Linked DNA regions of Mus musculus: region 1 is linked to region 2. A link is a contact called in public promoter capture Hi-C data. All regions are on one chromosome and are shown on one strand. The core of a region is the stretch at or near the end of the contact, and the rest is flanking DNA. Distances in the headings are between cores, read along the strand shown. Region 1 holds the start of Arhgef28 (Rho guanine nucleotide exchange factor (GEF) 28). Region 2 holds the start of Sv2c (synaptic vesicle glycoprotein 2c).

What was found. Promoter capture Hi-C pulls out the DNA fragments that hold promoters and counts their contacts.
Region 1: a contact with region 2 is called in a promoter capture Hi-C map of cranial neural crest. The contact joins the promoter of Arhgef28 here to the promoter of Sv2c in region 2. A contact is called at or near these places in 2 of 39 promoter capture datasets (cranial neural crest and liver).

What each region holds. Positions count from the first base shown.
Region 1 is chr13:98,204,317-98,208,098 of GRCm38.p6, forward strand. Arhgef28 (Rho guanine nucleotide exchange factor (GEF) 28) reads right to left here and starts at 1,849. Exons shown (of 36, transcript NM_012026.2): 1 at 1,757-1,849.
Region 2 is chr13:96,130,903-96,134,317 of GRCm38.p6, forward strand. It overlaps Sv2c (synaptic vesicle glycoprotein 2c), which reads right to left and starts at 1,675. Exons shown (of 13, transcript NM_029210.1): 1 at 1,546-1,675. Gm29543 (predicted gene 29543) reads left to right here and starts at 1,823. Exons shown (of 2, transcript NR_167969.1): 1 at 1,823-1,877; 2 at 2,458-3,348.

The DNA.
Region 1 (3,782 bases), core at 599-3,098, 2.1 Mb after region 2:
ACACATATGAAATTCCTGCCCAGTGGAAATCTTAGCCACAAGAATGGTTCCTTATGAGAACACAATAAGAAAATATTTCAGAATTTTCCAAATTATATATATATATTGAAACCCTAACAGGGCTAATGAGATATCACAGAACCTTCGTCGCCGACTCTGATTTCCTTCTGTACCTTTAAGTGTTTCTTAACCGCTTAGAGGCAGACGGTACTTCAGAGGAAAGTCCCTCCAACACACCTGTTAGACAAACTGCTGGCCATTGGCCTGGCTGTGCCGCCCTGATAAGGGAAAAAACAGTCCAAAGCAGAGCAAACACTGATTCTCTGTTCTCCAGTCTCATGTCACATTAGCCGGGACACGCCCCAGAGTCCCTTACCCAAGAACTAGTTCTGTGCCTCAGTTTCCCAAACCACAAAGTATCAAGTATGATGCTATCCAAGTTCTATAATCAAAAATAATTATGCATAATCACTATAAAGTCTGCATCGGAATATCACTTTGAAATGCTACAACCTCTCCAAAAGGCATCTGCAATGTTCTCTTCCTTCAAACACTCCAAAGGAGTTAGCGCTACTATTCATCAAGATTAGACAAACACCTATTTGTTTTAACATTCACATAAAAACTCAAAATAGAGCTATGGAAAGCTTCCCAGGAAAGGTTATCAGAGCTTGAATTATCGTGTTCAAAGTGGTTTCCACAGAGCCTAACTAGGGCAAGCCTTTGATTTTGTTTGTGTTGTTGAGAATAGAATTTCATTTTACTGAGACAGCTTCAGGGTCTAGGAACACGAGAGGGCAAAGTACAGAAAAGCAGTGTGTCCGTTCTTTATAACTGTAATTCTTGACTGCTTGGTGCAGAATCGAGTGCTCAATCTCTACAACTTGGAGTGTGTAGAGGCTGGCACTTGAGCAGGGGTCAGGGAGTCAGATGCTAGCAAACACAGATGTTACCCTTCCCCTGGGCCCACCCAGCTGCAACCAATAGGCAGGCTCTGTGGGCTCCTAAAGTAGTCTCCCTTAGAAACCTAACTGGTGTCTGGGAAACCAGAGCTGGGTTTCCTGGGTGGTCTGAACACCCAGCGTTCACAGAGCTCACAGCAAGCGAGAACGCCTTCTCCACCTGTGACCCCTACCACCCACAACCGAGTATTCCAGAGAAACTCATGGCACAAGCGCACGGATTCCCACCCAATGCTAAAAGCCCCTCCCAAACAAGATGACCATAGATGCTTTTATAAACTCAGCAAACGTTTCCACAAGAAATAAATGTCCTGAACTTGAGACTGACCAGCAGTCTGGGGTACATCCCACACACACACCAAGCATATAGGTGAAGCTGGCCAGAAACACAGATGGGAAGAGGAGAACCAGGCTCTCGAGGTTCACCCTTCTCCAGCCGCCTGCCTCTGATTTCCATCGCTTGCAACTAGCTTTGGTTGAGCTCCGTCACCCTCTGCCCCCTCCCACCCCGCTTGCCCGAGAGGGTGAGGGGTGGCCGCTGCCTCCCGTTTGCGCTTCACAGCTGCTGCCTCCGACCCGGCAGCGCCATGCACTTGTTGCCATCCCCAGGTACCAGGAGGCGGCGCCCATTCCTCGGGCTGCCCAGCCGACAGAGTGCAGCCTTTCACCACCTCTGCAGACCCCTGCGTCCTCGGGGACCCTAGAGAAACTTTGTCCCCTGAGAACTCCGGTGGGCAAACTTCGCCCAGGGCTGCGGGGAGACAAGAGGGATGGCTCCCGTAATCCGCCTTTACCTGGAGCTGTGGCTCGGGAACGCCAGGAGCCCTGGCCAGGCGCTGTCCCCGAGGCCTGCCGAGGGCGACCCGCCGGCCAGCGTCGCCCGGAGCGGGGAAGCCGGTCCCCAGCTGCCCACGCCCCTCCGCTCCGCTGGCCGCACCGAGGGGCGGAGCCGCAGCTCCCCCCACCCCACCCCACCCCCGCTCGCCCGCCCGCCGCGCCCACAGCTGGGGCCACCCCCTGCGCCCCCTGGTCCCCGCCTGCCCACCTCTGGCCAGCCGGGCTCGTCGCCGCCTCATCACATGGCCGCGCCCGCCACCAGCTCCAGGAGGAAACCTGAAGCTGCTGCGGCTCCGCCGCCCCCTCCCTTCGCGGGGCGGCGGCCGGTCGCCTCGGCTTTCCTCCGGCGGCGGGCACGGAGCGGGACCTGCTGGGCCAGGGCAGGGTTGCACCCTAGCGGCGGCGGCGCCCGCTCGCCCCGGGGGCCTCCACGCCCTAGTGGCGCCGGAGGAAGGAGCTGGCCGGTCGGCTCCTAAAGGGAGCCGTGCCAGGCCAGAGGGAGGCTCGGGTTGTCCTCAGCTCAAAGCCACCACACCCGGGACATAATAGTGCCCGGGTCTGTTACAATAGGAAGTACTATTTTAAAACAGCCGACTCCCTCTAATTCATGAGGATGATGGAGGTTCCTCTGGCCCAAAGCTTTGCAGGCTCGATTCCCTATGCGTTTATGCAAACAGGTGCCTAAACGGCACCAACATTTGTTTGTTTGTTTTTGAGAAAGCCATAGCCACTTTTACAACACCTAACAATGTGAAAGGACCCCTTGGATCTTAAAGCACTGAGGCACTTAGCACTGAGTTGTCCCGAGTGAAAAGTCTCGCCATTGTACAGCTTACTATAAAATAAGCTTAAGATGATTATTCCAGCTTTAAAGATAAAATTAAGCGTCTACTTTTCTAAGTTCCTTTAATATTACCTTTATTTTTCTCAAGAAGACAGACCGACTACATGGACAGGAGAGATGTGTTGGCCCGTCCCAAACCATCACTGCCAGATGCCCTGGGCCACCCTCCTAACATACCTGTTTAACCAGAGCCTAAAGAATGGCAGGATGGCAAAAAAAAACCAAAAAAACAAAAAACAAATCAAACAAAAACAAAAAAACAAAACCCAGGGTCTGAGGTCTTTAGCCCTGTCTTAGGGCAAACGCTGCCCTTCCTTCTTTATAAAGGACCTGACATTGGCCTTGCAGTATTGACACTTGTATTCATATCCTCTGATGTCACACTGCAGAACCTTAGGTCCCAAAGAAGAGTGTTCTCCACTGAAGAACTACGAAGTCCCGAAGATAAAAAATAAAAGCAATAACACTTTTCTCGAACATCAATATTTTCAATGTGAAAAAGTCAACTGGAGATTGGCTGAATCAACACACCACACACAAGTAGTTTTCAAGCCTGTTAGCGGAAAAGTTTGTAAAAGAAGCCTTTGTTGATCCCTCTGTTGCTGTTGTTCTTTTGTTTCTTTTTCTTCTTCTTCTTCTTCTTCTTCTTCTTCTTCTTCTTCTTCTTCTTCTTTAGTTGATTCTGTCATATACAGCTTGAGAGAGGCAAGGAATTGTGGGAAGAGGAACAGGTATTGTAAGACATTAGCCCAAGGCTCTCTTCCACACGAAAAAGAAGCAAACGGAGGGAGACTGTCCCTAATGCTCTCAGCATGATTGTAGAGGACATGTAATCCCACCGGCTGCAGTTTTCTTGCTCTCTCTCAGGCACTGAGCGTGATCAATATTTAAATAAGTACTTGGCTTTCAACTTCTCTAGGTTCAAACTCTAAGCCACATGCTCCGCCAACCTTGAGAGAAGCAGTAACTGCCTGAGGCAGAAAGCTATCCCTGTGTAAATAGCCGTTTGCATCTGCTTGTCTATTCTGCAGATACAGGTCGCTCAGGACACACTGGGACTGAGCTAGGCTGGAAATGCATGTGTTTAAAATTCAAGCTCTCCTGTTCTTAGGTCACAGACCAGAAACATTCAGCCAGGA
Region 2 (3,415 bases), core at 425-2,924:
TATGCAGGAAGGAAGGGAGTCTGACGGGAGAAAGGAACATCTGGGCATCCCTCAGAGACTTAAAAGATGTCTGGGCACCCGGGGGAATCCTGGTTGCTGAGACGACGCCTTCCCAGTGCTACCACTGCGGCACACTGCGGAGCTCTTTGCCTGCCTGCAGCCTCTGTATTGCCCGGCATCCCCTGCCACCCCTGCCGCAGTCTATCCTCCCACCCGAGTCCCTCCAGTCGCTGCCGTCTGCACAGGGCGCGCCACAGGGCATCCATCACTCCGGAGCCTTTGACGCACACACGCGCGCGCTCCCAGACAGGCTGGGTCTCCTAGCCCTCCCTCCACCGCGCCCTCCCCTTGCGGGGCTGTATTTGCATCACGCCCACACGTAGAGGGTGACGCGAGCGCCCCCCCCCCCCCGCTCCCATGGTCCAGGCGGTACTTCCAGAGCTGGTGACTCAGCTCCTCCCTCTCCGCCCCCGCGCGTGGCGGACTGAGGTTCCCGCACGCCCACAGAGATGCTCCTTGTATCTGAGGTGGGGTGCTGGCTTCCCCAGCCAAGTTCATCCCGGCATTCTAAAATCTTTCTTTCCTTCCTGGCCAGAGGCGTTCCAGTTCGCGGGAGAAAGTATTCTCGATTCTAGAGCCCAGTTGGAGAGGAAAAGTCCACCAAGAGAAGATGGTGACCTGTCGCCCATTTCCTCTTGTCCTTAAATTAGATACCTCGGTAGTAATTGTTGCTGCCATCATCATCATCATCATCATCATCATCATCATCATCATCATCATCATCATTGGGGACAGTCCCTCTCCTAAGAAATCCTCACTCTTAGATGCGCTTCGCTGCGCCCCTAGGCGCATAGTGGACGCTCGATAGGGTTTTGCTCAATAGAGGTGCAGTGTTGGAGAAGTGTTGATTCTTACAAAGGGCCACAGCAGGCTTTCCTGCTTTCAGCTTGTGTGTGTGTGTGTGTGTGTGTGTGTGTGTGTGTGTGTGTGTGTGTGTAAGAGTTTGAAAATTGACGGGTTTTCTGCTAGCCTCCCGCAGAGCCGACTGCGGCTCCCCGTGCTTTCCAACCACTTCTGCACATCTGCAGAGGGTTCCCCGCAGAAAAAGTTGAGCCAGAGGCTGCGGGGATGGCTCGCTGATAGTGGGCGCTCCCGGCTGCCTGTTTTGAATAGTCTCTCCAGCCCTCCCTGAAACTCCCCCACCCCTGCGCCCCCAAAGAAGTCGGGAGATGCCTGCAGCTGCCCACCCACCTGCCCTTGAATCCCGAACATAGCGCACCTTTAACCTGCCTCTGCCTAGTAAACCCGGGGCCACTCGACTGCCTCAGTGAGATTTCCTGCTTGCCATCCCAACACAGGTACCCAGCGGGCAGCCTGCCTCACCTGCAGCCGCTTTTCCCGGGCCAGAGCTGGCAAAGTTGCGCTAGTTGCGCTTCTGGAAGGCTGCAAAAAGTTCTCTGGTTACAACGCTGGGTCTCCCGGCACAGAAGAAAAACCTAGCACGGAACGAGCCCTTGCCACGGTTGCGGGGGACTCCTTACTCACCGTTTCAGGCGCCGGGGACCCCCTGCCCTGAGCCACCGCTCTGCACTGCAGCCGTCGCCTTGCGAGCACCCCTCCGCTTGCAGCCCGGGGCCGCCTCGGTCTGCCACTCTCTCCTGCAGCGCGCGCAGTGGTGACTCCTTTGAGCTAGTCGGCAGCGAGAGGAGGGGCGGGAAAGTGGCTCCCGGCGGCCACGCTGCGGTCCTCCTCCTTCGCCTCCTCCCTTCGGTGCTGCAGTGGCGGGCGGCGGCGTGGCTAGAGTACAAGCGATGCGCAGGGAGGGGGTTACGGCGCGCGGGGGAGGAGGGCGCTGTGCAAGGCTGGGCGAGCTCCCGGTATGATGCGGAGGTGTTGCTGCGGTTCGGGTCGGGGGTGGGGAGGGGTGCGGTGGGGGTTGGCTCCAAGTGGCAGGTACTTTTGGAGAAGTCAGAGCTCAGTTTGTAGCAGGAGGAGGAGGCGGGGTGGGGGGCGTCGATAAGGCACCCGTGCTGAATTAGTCACCGAGTGTGACTGTGCGCTGCTCGTTTGGCAGCCCCTTGGGTCGGGTCCATCAAAGCACAAGGAAATTGTTGATTGCTGGAGGCCAGTGCCTCGGGAAGGAGGGCTTTTGTTCTGTTTCTGAGCCTGGAACTGGTTAATTTTGACTAGGCTTTCCGTAAGTCAGGAGTAGCTGATCACCCCCGCCTACCCCCCAATCTCCATGCTAGCACACGAGACAAAACTTGGGGTGTAGCGGAAGGAACTCCACGTGCGGGATGTGTGTATGTGTCCCTAAACCAGGGAGGGCCAGGGAGCAGCCGGAACTCCGGGTGGGGGGATTTCTAGCATTTTTAATAGGAGAGAGAGAGAGAGAGAGAGAGAGAGAGAGAGAGAGAGAGAGAGAGAGAGAGGTGAGAATATTGCTCTTGTTCTCAGGAATGCCTTAGAGGGTGAGAAACGGCAACCTTAGCCTCACCTTAGCGCTGGGGCTGGACTATACCAACTGGAACTCATCCTGGAGAGACCACACCCAAGTATCTACTCCGTCTTGGCAGGGCAGAGCGTCATCCTGTTACCCATCCGCTCATCGGAAGGGACAAAGTGGGAAGCCAGACATCCTCATAAAGTAGACCCTACCAGCTCCGAGCTCTCGTGAAACTCGTGTACTTTGGAAGCTCCCCGACCCCCGGCAGGTGCCCGCCGCGCAATCATTACCCTTGTAATGGTAACCCCGAGGAGCGAGACAAAGCGAGGCGCTGGTGGGAGCTGCAGTGGGTAGATCTCTCACACAATCTCTCCCTGGATGAGTTCATGCGAGAGTAAATAGCCTGAAAGATTGAATAGGTGGCTAAATGCTTGGCTGTGCCGATACATAAGTAAACAATGCATGTAAATGTTTGTGTTGCTGGAGAAGAGCAGCCGGGCTCTTCAGAGATCCAGGCGGTCTGGAGGCTCTCGCTAAAGAAGCTGGTGGGGACCACGTGGACCGCCTGGGACAGATAACTCCAGCTTGCTATAATCCGTGTGTGCCACAATTCAAGATGAGATGAAGAGAGGAAAATGGAACCAGCCTCCAACCTCTGGCTGCCCCTCCTTGCTGCTCTGGCATTCCGAGACTCAGGATTCCCAGGCCCTGTTGAGCCTACAGTTTCTGGACCGATCTTTGAAAAATCCATCTGGATTGTGTGTTTTGCTTAAATGCTTTGCGGTTTGTACCACTTACTGTGGTGCTGTGAGATGAATGATTGGAATGGTTAAAAATTAACCCACTCATTTAGACATCCTTCCTGTGCATTCTTACTTAATAAACAATTATTTGGGGTAAAACATCTGTGTTGCTACCAATGTAAGATACCATGTAGGCACAGGTGTGCTCCAGCATCGGTGTGAAATT